Regions from separate parts of the Mus musculus genome. Here region 2 is linked to region 1. The links are chromatin contacts, called in public promoter capture Hi-C maps. All regions are on one chromosome and are shown on one strand. Each heading gives the region's core, a stretch centred on a gene start, on an enhancer-like site or on the middle of the called end of the contact. The rest is flanking DNA. Distances are from core to core; before and after follow the strand shown. Region 1 holds the start of Tfap2e (transcription factor AP-2, epsilon). Region 2 holds the start of Trim62 (tripartite motif-containing 62).

Region 1 (6,274 bases), core at 1,396-3,895:
TGCCCAAGGTCTGGGTCTCTGCTTCTGTCTAATTTGCCTCTGTCTTACCTTTCCTAGGCATGGTTAGAACTCGGTCTTCAGACCCAAAACTCTACTAACTCTACTCAAGGGGTGTCTCCCACTCCTGCCTTTGACTAATTCAAAAGACAAACAAATATGGAGGCAAACAACAACAGCAGCAGCAACAACAACCAACGGACCAAGGAGAGGCCCTCACATTCTTAGAACACCTCAAATACCAAACGACAAATTCCAGAACACACGTTAGGTATTCAGAGAAGCCCCCAAATAGAAACTATATCACAACACCCACAGATACAAATCACGAATACAGTCACAGCAGCAAACACACCCCAAGAAACACTGCTGCCTAGAAAAGGAACATAGAGTGTGCACAGGACCCTAAGCTCAGAGACACAGACAGTCCTGGAAGCAGCAGACCTTTCCAGGAGCACACAGCCCGTCCCAAGCTAGTCATCTCTTCTAATCCTAAATGCTTTTAAAGAAAATCCTCTGCCCTGGGAGGTGAGGGGAAATGGAAGCACCTCCCTCCCCGCCCCGGTCTGCTGAGAAGAAAGGAACAGAAAGCATTTGCCAGGCTCCAAAATGTTAAAGCTCAATAAAAGTGGAAACCATTGAACAAAATCTGTGGCAACAGTGCTCCCTTTCCCATTTCTTAGGAAACAGGGAAGTGGTTTAACTCGTTCTGCAAATCGACTCCAGATCCACAAGAACGCCCTTCCTTCAGAGAGGAGAGGCCAAGCAGCTGCAGCCTAGGTAGTGCGAGCCCACCTCAGGCGGCAAAGTCCTGAGTCAAATTATCCAGCTAGCGCCATGGCCTCTCTCCTGGGCGAGGAAGGATGTTCCGTGGCCACGCAGCCGGGCGACGCACAGGAAACAACAGCCAGGGAGAAAGAAAATGGGTCTGAGCACCCAGGGCCTGACTCTGCCCTGGAAGTCGCACACCATTCCTTACCTTTCTTGATCACCGATTGGTCCAGGAGGCTCATTCCAGGGTCATCTATCGCCTGCAAATAGAAGAGGATGGCAGTGAGGGTCCGTATGGACCTAGTCGCCCAGCTACCCCTAGTCCATGTCTGCTCCGCCCTACGCGTACCACCGGCTGCCTGAGGCGGCTACCGGGGGACAGGCGTGACCAGGAATAGCCTGGGCTCAGCACCATATGCGTCTAAGCTGCAGCACTGCCTGGATGATTGCCTTGCCTTAGATAGACCACTCCTGTGCCTCTCCTAACCCCGGCCCAGGTTGCCCCTGCGGACTGGGACTGGGTATGGATGCCCACCATGGCTCAACCCTACAGTGGGGAGAGAAAGAAGTGATTCCACGAGGGCTGCTGCCACCCAGGCACAGTTCGAGGCCATCTTTTGGCCAGACAGCATCTAACGGAAGACTCCCTGTTAGCGGCAGAGATGGAAAGTTGCACCTGGGAGAAGAGCCGGGCTCCTACTTTTGTTACTTTTTTGTTTCCAGCCAGGATGCTAAATCGCTGCCCATCGGGACCCACCGTGGCTCACTCTGGGCTTACCTGCAATTCCTCCAGACCGGGCGGCTCCGCCAATCCTGGAAGACCGAGGGGAGCATCGGCCAGGCCGTGCGCGCCGTCGGCCAGGCTGTGCAGGAGCCGGGGAACCGCGGCGGCGTAGTCTCGGCGCGGGTCGAGACCCAGAGCGCGGGCGGGTGGCGCCAGCAGGCCCGGCGGCTCGTCGTGGGCGCGGGCGGCCGCACGGGGTGCGGCCCAGGCGGCCTGCGGGGGCTGCGGCTGCGCCAGGGGCGCTAGGCCGCCGTAGGGGTCAGCGGCGAGGTGCGGAAAGGCAGCGGTGGCGTCGGGACCCTGGCCGTAGGGCAGCGGCGCCTGAGGGTAGGGCGGCGGGAAGTAAGGAGGATGATAGTCCGCGGTGGCAGAGGCGGCGGGAGTGTGACACAGTGGCGGCGCGGGCCCGTAGGCCGCCTGGGGCAGGGACGACAGGCGGGTCCCGCCAGCCGCTGCGCCCAGCCCGTCGGGGCGCTCCTGCAGAAGGGGAGGCGTGCGTTAGGTGACCCATGAGCGGCCGAAAAGACACCAGCCCGCCAGGTCCCCTCCAGCTCGCGGGTGTCCTGCAGCTGTCCACCGGCGTTGGCCCCGCGGGCGCCGCGGCCCCAGGCTGGAGACCAACCACGTACGGGTCTCTGCCACCACTTCCTGGGCTGCCAAGAGGCCCTACGGTCCCCTACCTTCGCGATTTCGTTGGCGCGGGGGTGGGGGGCAGAAGGTTTGGAGGCTTCAGCAGCCAGGCTCCTCGATGCCCTCTGCCCAGTGTGCCCGGGACCCGAGTCTACTCACCATGGCGGAGTATGTGTGCACCAACATGGGGCGGGTAGTGTGGGGCGTGAGGTGTGGCGGAGACACAGCCCTCGTTCGACGGCGAGGCGAGAGCCGGGAGCCCTTACAGCCCACGGGGATCACCGTCTGGAAGCTGGGGGTAAGTCTGCCGGGAGTCCAGAAGGTACGGGGTACTCAGCGGGGGACGCCTGCGGGAGCGTCCATGGAAATGGGCCAGACGGGAGCTGATGGCACTTGGAAAAAAGTCGGGCAACGGGTGCCCAGCGCCCGCCCTCTGAGCTCAGCCTGCTCCATGCACTCTAGTTATAGCGGCGGGGGCGCGCTCGGGCCTCTGGGGGCGCGCATTAAAGAGACAAGCTATGGCCTATCTCAGCCTTTTCCCTTGGCTGCGGAAAGGGAGGCGTGGCTCTGGTGGGAACCGGTGGGGTGAGGAGTGAATGAATTCGAGTCCAGCTGATGTGAGCTCCTTCTGGCCTCCAAGCTTGCAGCTGCGATCAAATGGGATTCGAGGCTGGAATGCAACTCAGGGGTCTGTGTTCGCTCGGGTCTGTGAATTTTCTCTTTACATTTGCTTATTACATTAACTTATTTAGTGGAAGGGCTCACCCGTGTGCCCGATGTGCGGGTCAGAGGACAACTTGCAGTAGTCAGTTATTTGCTTCCATCCTGTGGGTCCTGAAGGTTCGAACTCAGGTCTTGAGGCTTCGTGGTCAATGAATTAACCCAATAAACGATCTCGCCACTCCCTTCTAAATCTTTTAAAATTAATGCTTAAACAAATGTACGCGTTCGCCTTTGAGTTTGAGCAAAGCATTCCTTGTTTCTGGTATCAGCTTTCTTCCCTGTTAAATGGTCTTTTCTCTGACCACCCAAGGGTGAGTGTGGAATACACCGGTGAGTGGCAAACTCAAGCCCATCAGTTTATGTGCATACTTGTGTCAGTGTGTGTGTGCGTGTGTGTGTGTGTGTGTGTGTGTGAGAGAGAGAGAGAGAGAGAGAGAGAGAGAGAGAGAGAGAGAATGAGAGAGGGGGTGTTAGCAACCTCTCTTTCATGGTTTTGGATCCAAAAAACGCTCTGAAAATGCTGACTTCTCTCAGACTTTCTAAGCTGGTAATCCTCAATGCCAAGCCAGGATCCTTGGATGCTGAGGACACCACCTAGGCACAGAGAGTAGGAGTCTGGCATGATCTGCACTTAAGAAGAGGCCAAAATACTGACACAGGGTGGAAGGGGTGCATTGTCACACCTAGGCACAGTCTACGCATTTGTGTGTCACCATCACCATGGCAGGTGCTCTCTCTCTCTCTCTCTCTCTCTCTCTCTCTTTCTCTCTGTCAAACATGCCCTAATGACCACTACCAATCCCTTTTCTTTCTTCCAAAATTTAACCCGTCTGTCCTAAGAAGCAGAGATGGGGATTAAGAAAAGGCAAGTGAGAGAAATCCTAATGACAATGAGAATTTAAAAAGCAGAGGGCTGGAGAGATGGCTCAGTGGTTAAGAGCACTGACTGCTCTTCCACAGATCCCGAGTTCAATTCCCAGCCGCCATGTGGTGGCTCACAACCATCTGTAATGAGATCATATGCCCTCTTCTGGTGTGTCTGAAGACAGCAAAAATATACTCACATAAAATAAATAAATCTTAATAAAAAGCAGAAAGATGTTTTCTTTTTCATGTTGAAAATAGGGAGGGGATAGAAATGGTCACGGTGCCCACTCACCACACACCGTTAATATGGAGTCTCCTAACTCACCAAGTCCTTTGTCACCCTCATTTTCAAGTGAGGAACAAGGCACAGAGAGGCTAGGTGACTTACTGGCCTATGGTCAAACAACTAGTTCAGTGGCAGTGCTGGGGTGGCCCTTCTCTGTTCTCAGGATCATTATTCTTTCCTGTCTTGGACTCAGGCATTTAAAATTTAGTCTCACTCCTCAGAGGCTGTGTAATTCTGGACAAGTCTGGCTTCCTCTCCAAGTTCTGTTTCTGCAACAAAAACTAGTGGAGAGGAATCGCTGCCACCTTCTGTTTCTTTCTGGTGAAGAAACAGATGAGAAGGTAAAAGTGATACCATTGAGAGATTAGAACATTAACCTATGTTCTAGATGGCACATGGCTAGAACGAAGCCGAGGCTGGATTTCTTTCAGCCATGACACATGGGATGGGGCTGTGGGGGCTGTGAGGAGAGGATGAAACTAGCTAGTATCCGAGGATTCATCCCTGAGAGCTTCCCAGAGGCCGGAACCAGCAGCTATGATGGCGGGGGAGGCAGATGGGGGCAGCTGTGAAGCCTTTCTCTTCAGGACAGATCTAAGATCTGGTGTGAGTTTGACTTTGTTATCCACAGCTGTGCAGCTTTCCTCCTCAGGATGCATCTAAGATCTGGTGTGAGTGTGTGTTTGTTATCCATGTCTGTGCCTGCTTCCCTCACCCTAGACCCTTGACCTCAGTCGTGAGACGTCTGAAATGAGTCTCAGAGATAGATGTCAGTGCATTGCTCACAAGTTGGTAGACTCCTGTGGGGAAGGTCCAGAAACCACGATGAGGGATGCGAATGATGCCTGGACCTAGCTTGAGGACCCTCCCCTCTGCTCTTCTGCCGGGCGGGCCGGGATGGGCTCTGTCTCTGCCTCACTGGCTTCCCTCACACTTGCCACCAGCTCCTCTTACTCTGCCCGCTTTCCTTTGTATTTTCACCTCCTCTCATCATCAGCAGACAGTTGTGAGCTGTCATGTGGGAGCTGGGAACTGAGCCCAGGTCCTCTGGAAGAGCAGCCAGTGCACCCAACCATTAAGCCATCTCTCCAGCCCCCAAGAAATCCATTCTTAATGTTAGTTGTTCAGGCTTAGCAGCTTCTGTCTCTTCCTGTCTACATTATTTCTAAACTCCCCCCCCTCTGTGTGTGTGTGTGTGTGTGTGTGTGTGCGTGTGCATACACATGCACACGTGGAGGTCAGAGGACAACATGAGGACTTGGTTCTTTCTTTTCATACCGTGGGTTCTGGGGATTGAACTCAGGTCACCAGGCTTGGTATCAAGTGCCTCTACCTGCTAAACCATTTCATCAGCCCCCCCCCCCAATTCAGGCCCAAGCTCATTGCCCTCCCAAGTCTAATGACCATTTGTCTCCCTGTTACCCCCAAATGTGTCCTTCCCAGTCTGTCAATCTGATTAGAAACCCAAAAGCATACACACTGATGCCAACTGAACTATCCCCGAGGACGGCAGTTCTCAACCTGTGGTTGTGACCCCTTTAGGGGCATCAAATGATGCTTTCACAGGGGTTGCACCATCAGCAAACACAAATATTTACACTATAACTCATAACAGTAGCCAAATTACAGTTATTTAAGTAGCAATAAAACAATTTTATGGGTCTTCTTGCTCTCTCTGTCCTCTCCCTCCTGTTCCCCCCTCCCCATTACCCTCTCAACTTCCCTCCCCATGCCCTGAATTAACTATTCTATACTTTAAAAAAAAATTATGATTGGGGTGGTCACCACAACATGAGGAACTGTATTACTAAGTGGTCACAGTACCTGGAAGGTTGAAAGCCTCTGCCTTAGGACATCTCCTGCAGCTATTCAAAGTTTGCAGCCCACGCATGCAGCCTCACTGCGCATGCTCGGGCAAGGCAGTAACCGAGTGGGTTTCACGGGCCTGCCGGGCGGGCGCACCCGCTTCCCGCAGACATCTCCTGAAGCTATTCAAAGTTTGCAAGAGAAACTGAACTCACATCTTTCCTGCCATCCCAATCCTTACCTGCTTATCCTCCTGAATTCTGTAGCACCATAAATGATACCCCATGCTTCAACTTTAAACCTTGCCAATTTTCTTTGTTTGTGATTGTGTTTGTTTTTGCTTATGAAATAGGGTGTCACTATGTCGCTCAGGCTAGCCTAGAACTCATGAACTTTCTGCTTCCGCTGCA
Region 2 (6,621 bases), core at 2,549-5,048, 2.1 Mb after region 1:
AGATGCGACATAGTTTTAGGTAGCAGTCTTAAAGAGAAAGTGACAATTTAAAAGTCTATTCATGTTTAGCACTGACGATTTTTTTTTTCCAGTTATCATTGGTCTACAGTTGGTACCTCGGGTCTTAGTTTCCAGGACACAGATTTTAACAGTAGGTGAACTTGCACATATGGAATCCACCAATAACAAGGCCCACTTAAATCTTTAGTTTTCTTATTACAAAGAAAGTAGAGCTACACAGCGTGAAAGATAAAAACCCCTCGAAATTCCAGCTCACAGCTGCACACACTTAGAATTGCTGCGTGACTCTGCAGAACTTTTGGTCTGAAATTCATGTATAATTAATTCTACATGTGCCCGTGTCTAAGTGTTGGTGTATAGTTTTGTTGTTTTTTTTTTTTTTTCACTCAACAGTATTTCTTGGAGAGCCCCCTCTTCCCCTCCTAAAAATCCTGATGTTACTTCTTAGATTAGTAAGTGGTTCTCAGAAACAAGTGGCTGACATGGTAATCAGGATTTCTGCCTCAGCTCTGACCATTCATTCACATCCGTGTCGGTGAATGTGGGGGGAGGGGCGGGGGGGCGGGGCAATCCCACACCACACAGTCATTCAGGAGCCCAGGTTCCTTCCACACCTTTGCTCTGTTAGCTCCTTATTATTGAAGCCAAATCCCTGGCATATCTCTGTTCCAACTCAAGGGGACACAGCACATGGAAGAACAAAAATGCATTGCCTTAAAGCCTGTTTCTACTTACAGTCCACTGGGAAGAGCTTGGTTAGCAAAGCCACACTCTGCCGGAGCTGGGGAACCTAGTTTCTAGCAGAGCTGCTACTCTTTCAGGGGCTTCTTTACTATCAACACAGGAAGGTTTTTGATGGACAGCTTAGTGATTCTACTCTATTTCCGTTTTCTGTTCTTTAGTACTTTAGTACCCATCTTTGCAAAATTGGGATCATGATCTAAACTGGTGAGGACTGCTTTGGGACTCACATCCAACAATGCGCTGTGCAAGCATAAGACTGTCTTCTTGTTCTTCCAGCGTGTCTGCAAACTGCGTAGTGTATTTCAGATGCTAGTAAAAGACCTGCCTATATCAGTCAATATACAGTGAACATCAAAGCCTGTTTGATACATCACCCAGCCTTTTATTATTATCATTTTTTTTTCATTTCTCTCCAGTTGCTTCAATAATTTAGACTCTGCTCTGTTTGAAAAAAAATTGGGGGAATACGTGTTAATGTATCAGTCATGGTTCTTTAGGTTTCCAAATGACAATCTGCCACTATGAAACTTGCTTAAGCAATAAGATCTTACATATCTAAAAGTCCAGGCTCTGAACCAAAGTAAGTTTCCTCTTCCCCTCGGGCACTGGCTGCATGCTCAGACTAAGCACAACATGGCTACTCTAATGCCAAAGCATGCCTCCAGAAGGCTCCTCTCTCCTTAGTCTTTCTCTCTGTTTTTTTTGGTTTTTTTTTCCAAGTTAGACACCACCAATCCATTACCGACAAGAGGGATGCAACCATCATGATTTGGATCAAACAAAATTCTCTCCTGGAGCTGGGTGGGGTCTGCCTTCCCATGATCATATTGGAAAGAGTGTCACTTAAACAGAATCCAGGCTCTGGATGTAAGGAATAGCTGTCACATGAGCAGCCAGCCTGTCTCTTGTGAAACAGGAGCCGGGTGAGGGTGATGGAGGGCGTGTTCACAGAATGAAGCATTTCTTTCTTAAATTCTACTTCAATGAAGTTTAACCCCGGTGAAGACACTGGTGGAAGAGGCCGGTGCTGGGGAGCCACCCTGATGCAGAGTTATGTCCTCTGGATGAAACAAGTGTTCCAGAAGGAAAGCGCCTAAGACTCTAGGAGGCATCACAAAGGCTCAAGAACCTTAGGCAGTTACAGGATGCACGGAGCCCCTCCCCTAAGGAGAAGGGACCGTCAGGCCTGCAGAGCTGCCTGCAAGCAGAGCAGGGAATCCTACGGATGTGACTTTCATGACTTGTCACCCATGCTGGGGTGGGATCCTTTGAGTCACCCATGTTCCTTTAACTAACCCCAATAAACCGACTGGTTCACTATGCCCTGTCTGGAATGAATATACCTTTGTTCATGTCACCACAGGAAAAGTTATGCAACACACTCTCAATACCTCCTCCCCATCACCCCCTTTATCCACCACTAATTGTCATGGTGCTTTTTTTTTTTCCTGATGGTCTTATCCTGACAGACAATCACGGTGCAAACTGACCTCTTGCAGGTCCTGAGACAGCAACCACCTCCCTGGGGCCAGCCTTTCCTTCCTCCTGCAGGCCTCGGCTTTGCCACAGTTGCTCACCCGTGCCTAGCACTGCATGCATGCAAAGGGTCCCCCTCCTTCACTGTACTGATGATGTAGTGTGTATCTTGCACACCAAGAAACCCAAACCAAGGCAGGCCATTTTTCTGCTCGAAAGCCCAACACCTTCAAGAAATTCTTCTCTAAGATGCCCATGCCTTTCACCTTCCCCAAACTTCTTCCTTATCCCACTCTCAACAGAACAGAACAGAACAGAACAGCATGCAGGTCTCCATGTGCCCCCCCCCACTCATGCTTCTGTTCTCCCTGTCTCTGTCTGTCTCTCTGTCTGTCTGTCTCTCTCTTTCACCTTCTTAGAAATCCCTTTCCTCCCCTCCATCTGGCAGAGATGACAAGGTCTCCCATTATACTTTTTTTCTTACTCCAACTTCTTATACACACACACACACACACACACACACACACTCACACACATGCTCACACAGCAATGCAGAAACATCCGATGAATGGAAAGAACCTTTGAGCTAGACGTTAGGCAGGGTTCTCTCCACAATCTTCTACTAAGAGCCCTCCTTAGAAAGGGAAGAGGAAATAGAACCTAAAGGTTTAGGAGAATGGCGACTTTGAACTTAGCCCATGCCAACAGGGCAAGTCTCTAATTTTATCACTACAATCTATGCAAACATTATATATTCTATGCAGACTACAGAGCACCGTCTTGTCTTAATACTCAGTTATTATTGCCCTTAGTTCTTCAAATTGATCATCCGGAGAGATGTTCCTTAGGTGCTATCTTCTCACTTTTTCTTCATTAGCTGTCCTCTCGCCCCCTGCCGCCAGGACCCTAAACAAACCTGACAGCTGTGCAGACCCAGAAGAAACAGCTGTTTTTCCCGTCCCTGGGGGTCAGGAGCACAGTGGCAGCGAGGCGGGGTCTGGAGGCCCCTCCCCTCCCCCCGCCCGCCGCGGGGGCGGAGCGGCTCGGGTCCCGCCCGCGGGGGCGGAGAGGGAGCCTGGGCGCCGGGCAGTTCGGCTCGGCTGGTTCCGGGTTGAGAGGCTGCGCTGGACCGAAGCGGTGGCCGCTGAGCTGGTGCGGGTAAGGGGCCGCGCGGGGCCGGGATCTGCGGCCAGGGTCGGGCAGCTGAGTGGGCCGGCACCCCTCCTCTGCTCTGCCGGGCAAAGCCGCGGTGCGGCTGGGTCTGGCTGCTCTGTCCCGCAGAATTCCCCATCCCCAGCTCGACCCCCTCTCAAAGCTTTTCGGGTCCCGGGATTCCGCCCCTCTTCGGGATCTCCTCCTCGCAGCATCTATCCCTTGGGAGTGTCTGGTCCTCTAGATCCTCCTCGCCTGGAGCCCCTTCCTTGGGACGCCCTCGGCCTCTCTCCTCCAGCGCCCATCGCTGGTGGCCACCTAGGACCTCGAAACCGAGCTCCGGTGCTCGCATCCCGGGTGGCACCCACTCGGCACCGAGCCCTCGCGCCTCCGGCGTCGCAGACAGCTCCCCCCGCGCTCCCCGGCGCCTGTCGCCCGTGCCCCCGTGGGCCTGGCCCCCGGGTACCGCCCCCAATCGCGCCGCGCCGGCCGCCGGCCTCCCGGGCTCCGCTTCGCGCCGCCCCTGGCGCCATGGCGTGCAGCCTCAAGGACGAGCTGCTGTGCTCCATCTGCCTGAGCATCTACCAGGACCCGGTGAGCCTGGGCTGCGAGCACTACTTCTGCCGCCGCTGCATCACCGAGCACTGGGTGCGGCAGGAGGCTCAGGGCGCCCGCGACTGCCCGGAGTGCCGGCGCACGTTCGCCGAGCCCGCGCTCGCGCCCAGCCTCAAGCTGGCCAACATCGTGGAGCGCTACAGCGCCTTCCCGCTGGACGCCATCCTCAACGCGCGCCGAGCCGCGCGACCCTGCCAGGCTCACGACAAGGTCAAGCTCTTCTGCCTCACGGACCGCGCACTGCTCTGCTTCTTCTGTGATGAGCCCGCGCTGCACGAGCAACACCAGGTCACTGGCATCGACGATGCCTTCGAGGAGTTGCAGGTGCGAGGCGGACAGGCGGGGCTGTAGGTGGGGTCAGGGTTCCAATAGGGGCAAGGGCCACAGGCCGGCTTAATGCCAAAGGGGCGTGGCTCCTGTGAGGGGCGGGGCAGGGGCGGGTCCCTTGAGCATCACTGTGTCAAATGGGCTTGAGAGAGATCTGGATGGGAGACAGGTCGAGGTGGGATAGGATGATGGAGAGAGGAAGCTACAGCTGGACCAGATGCTGGCTGAGGCTGAGACAGAATGGGAGACAGCAGCTCCTTCTGGACTTTTGGGCAAAGGAAGGACCACTATCAAAGCTAACCTGGGAGTCGAAGTGGGGTGTGTGGGAGGGGTGAGCTACTCTAAATGCAGCTACAGAATTCTGGAATGTTTGGGGCATTGTGGGATGCGGCTTGCTGCTCCAGGTGTTCATTGAGATCTAGAGTGAGGCCTGGGCCTCGGTTGGATGATGAAAGTGAGAGTTAAGCTTAAGACGTGCAAATTGTTCAGAGGGCAGGTTTGGGTGCCAAGATTAGATCAAGGTATGTGAGGTGAGAGTCTAAGGTCGGCCTCAAGTTCAGATATGACAAGAACCTTTTTTTTAAAATTTAAACCAGAGTAGGGGCCAATTGAGAGTGGAACCAGGAATTAAAGATTCAAGATTTGGAGAATTAGACAAGATTTGGAGGAGGGGAAGACAAGCTTCTAGGAATTCCCAAGGCCTGGTGATGACCCCTCTTGTCTTCTACATCCGAATCTTTGAGTACTCAATTGGACATAGCCCTTAACTGCAGCTAGTCTCCCCTAAACCTTTCCGTTGTCATTGACAAGAGGGCAAGACCCTGGTCAGTGTGTTTAATACTCTAAGACCCCACCCAAACATTTTCCTTTCCTCAAGCTCCATTGTCGTGTGTGTGTGTGTGTGTGTGTGTGTGTGTGTGTTTGTATAGAGAGAAAGAAATATAGGTAGATACACGTGCTGAGAACTACATTTTCCTGGATGTCTTCTATCAATAAGATAGTATTGATATCAATAATCAATTATTTTATTGTCTGTGTGCAAGTATCTTGCCTGCATGTGCACCATGTGCATGCGCACCAAGAGGCCAGAGGAGGGCATCAGATCCTGTGGACCTGGAGTTACACACGATTGTGAGTCACCACCGTGGGTGCTGGGAATCAAACCCAGGCCCTCAGCAAGAGCTCTTAGCTGCTGAGGACGGTGATGTTGCCGCCTCAGGGGTGGGACTCTAAGGAGAAGCATTCCACGATCCGCTTTAATCGGATAATGCAGCATATCTTCCAAATCCTCCCCACTAGAGGATTCTCAGTAACACAGTCACCTGGTGGAATTCTGTTACACAATCTTGGTGGGAGGATACCCACTAAAGCCTATTTAATGATGCTCAAGCGTCTTTGACTTCTTTTCTCAAGCTGAGCAGTTTCAGCCCAGCCAGTCTCTTCCCTGGCTTTGGGATACCAGTCATAGACAATACCTCAAGGTAGCAACAGCTTTTTCCCTGGCATGTTTATTGTCCCCAAACTGGCACAGGCTTAGCCCACAGGACCTATCAATAAAACTTGAATGAATGAATGAATGAATGAATGACCAAACTTGGTCTAAGTTCACCCCAGCTGGAGGATTCCAAAGTGGAAGATGTTTTTCATATATATATAAAAAAAAAAGAATAAGAAATAGAGTCACTAACCTGTGAGTGGTGAGTTCTATGTCCCTCAAGATATTTAATCAGGAATTTAAATACCTACTCTCCTGCCTGGACTTTGATGAGGCTGCCCTGGGAAGACCTTATCTGAAGTGTGTAGGGTGGGAGCATCAGCAGTTCCTATTGCCATCCTTCCTCCTCCCAAGATCTTTCCAGAACCCCTGTACCCTGCTGGCTAGCCTCATCTCTCTCACCTGAGGAAGAGACTTGCCTCAATGAACCCCTTTGGACTTAGGCAGGTGCTGGCAGAGAAACTTGCCTCCCTTTCGGGAGGCTATGCTGAGAGGTGGGGTTCAGGCCACACTCCACCCCCTTCTGCCTCTCCTAGGCTCATTAGCTGCTGGGGATGGGGCAACCTCCACCCTCAAGGTCTGCTCATCCCTCTAGCAGCGCTGGTGGCTGCTGGAGCCTGTGCTGAGGCCCCTATCCTGGGGAATGACGGAGACGCTGCCAAAGCCTTGGAGATCATCTGGTACAGAGCACACTTGACAGATGGAGAACCGGTAGAGTGGGGGAGGGGACTTGCCCCGGGGTCTTGAAGGCAGAGGAGTCCAGGCTCATACACATCTGGGGTCTCCAGGCC

What was found. Promoter capture Hi-C pulls out the DNA fragments that hold promoters and counts their contacts.
Region 2: a contact with region 1 is called in a promoter capture Hi-C map of liver, with 6 times the contacts expected there. The contact joins the promoter of Trim62 here to the promoter of Tfap2e in region 1. A contact is called at or near these places in 2 of 39 promoter capture datasets (cranial neural crest and liver).

What each region holds. Positions count from the first base shown.
Region 1 is chr4:126,733,624-126,739,897 of GRCm38.p6, forward strand. It overlaps Tfap2e (transcription factor AP-2, epsilon), which reads right to left and starts at 2,646. Exons shown (of 7, transcript NM_198960.2): 1 at 2,342-2,646; 2 at 1,547-2,029; 3 at 977-1,028. The coding sequence starts at 2,368.
Region 2 is chr4:128,880,246-128,886,866 of GRCm38.p6, forward strand. It overlaps Trim62 (tripartite motif-containing 62), which reads left to right and starts at 3,799. Exons shown (of 5, transcript NM_178110.3): 1 at 3,799-4,332. The coding sequence starts at 3,925. It overlaps Gm33760 (a long non-coding RNA gene), which reads left to right. Exons shown (of 3, transcript XR_003955115.1): 3 at 1,755-2,087.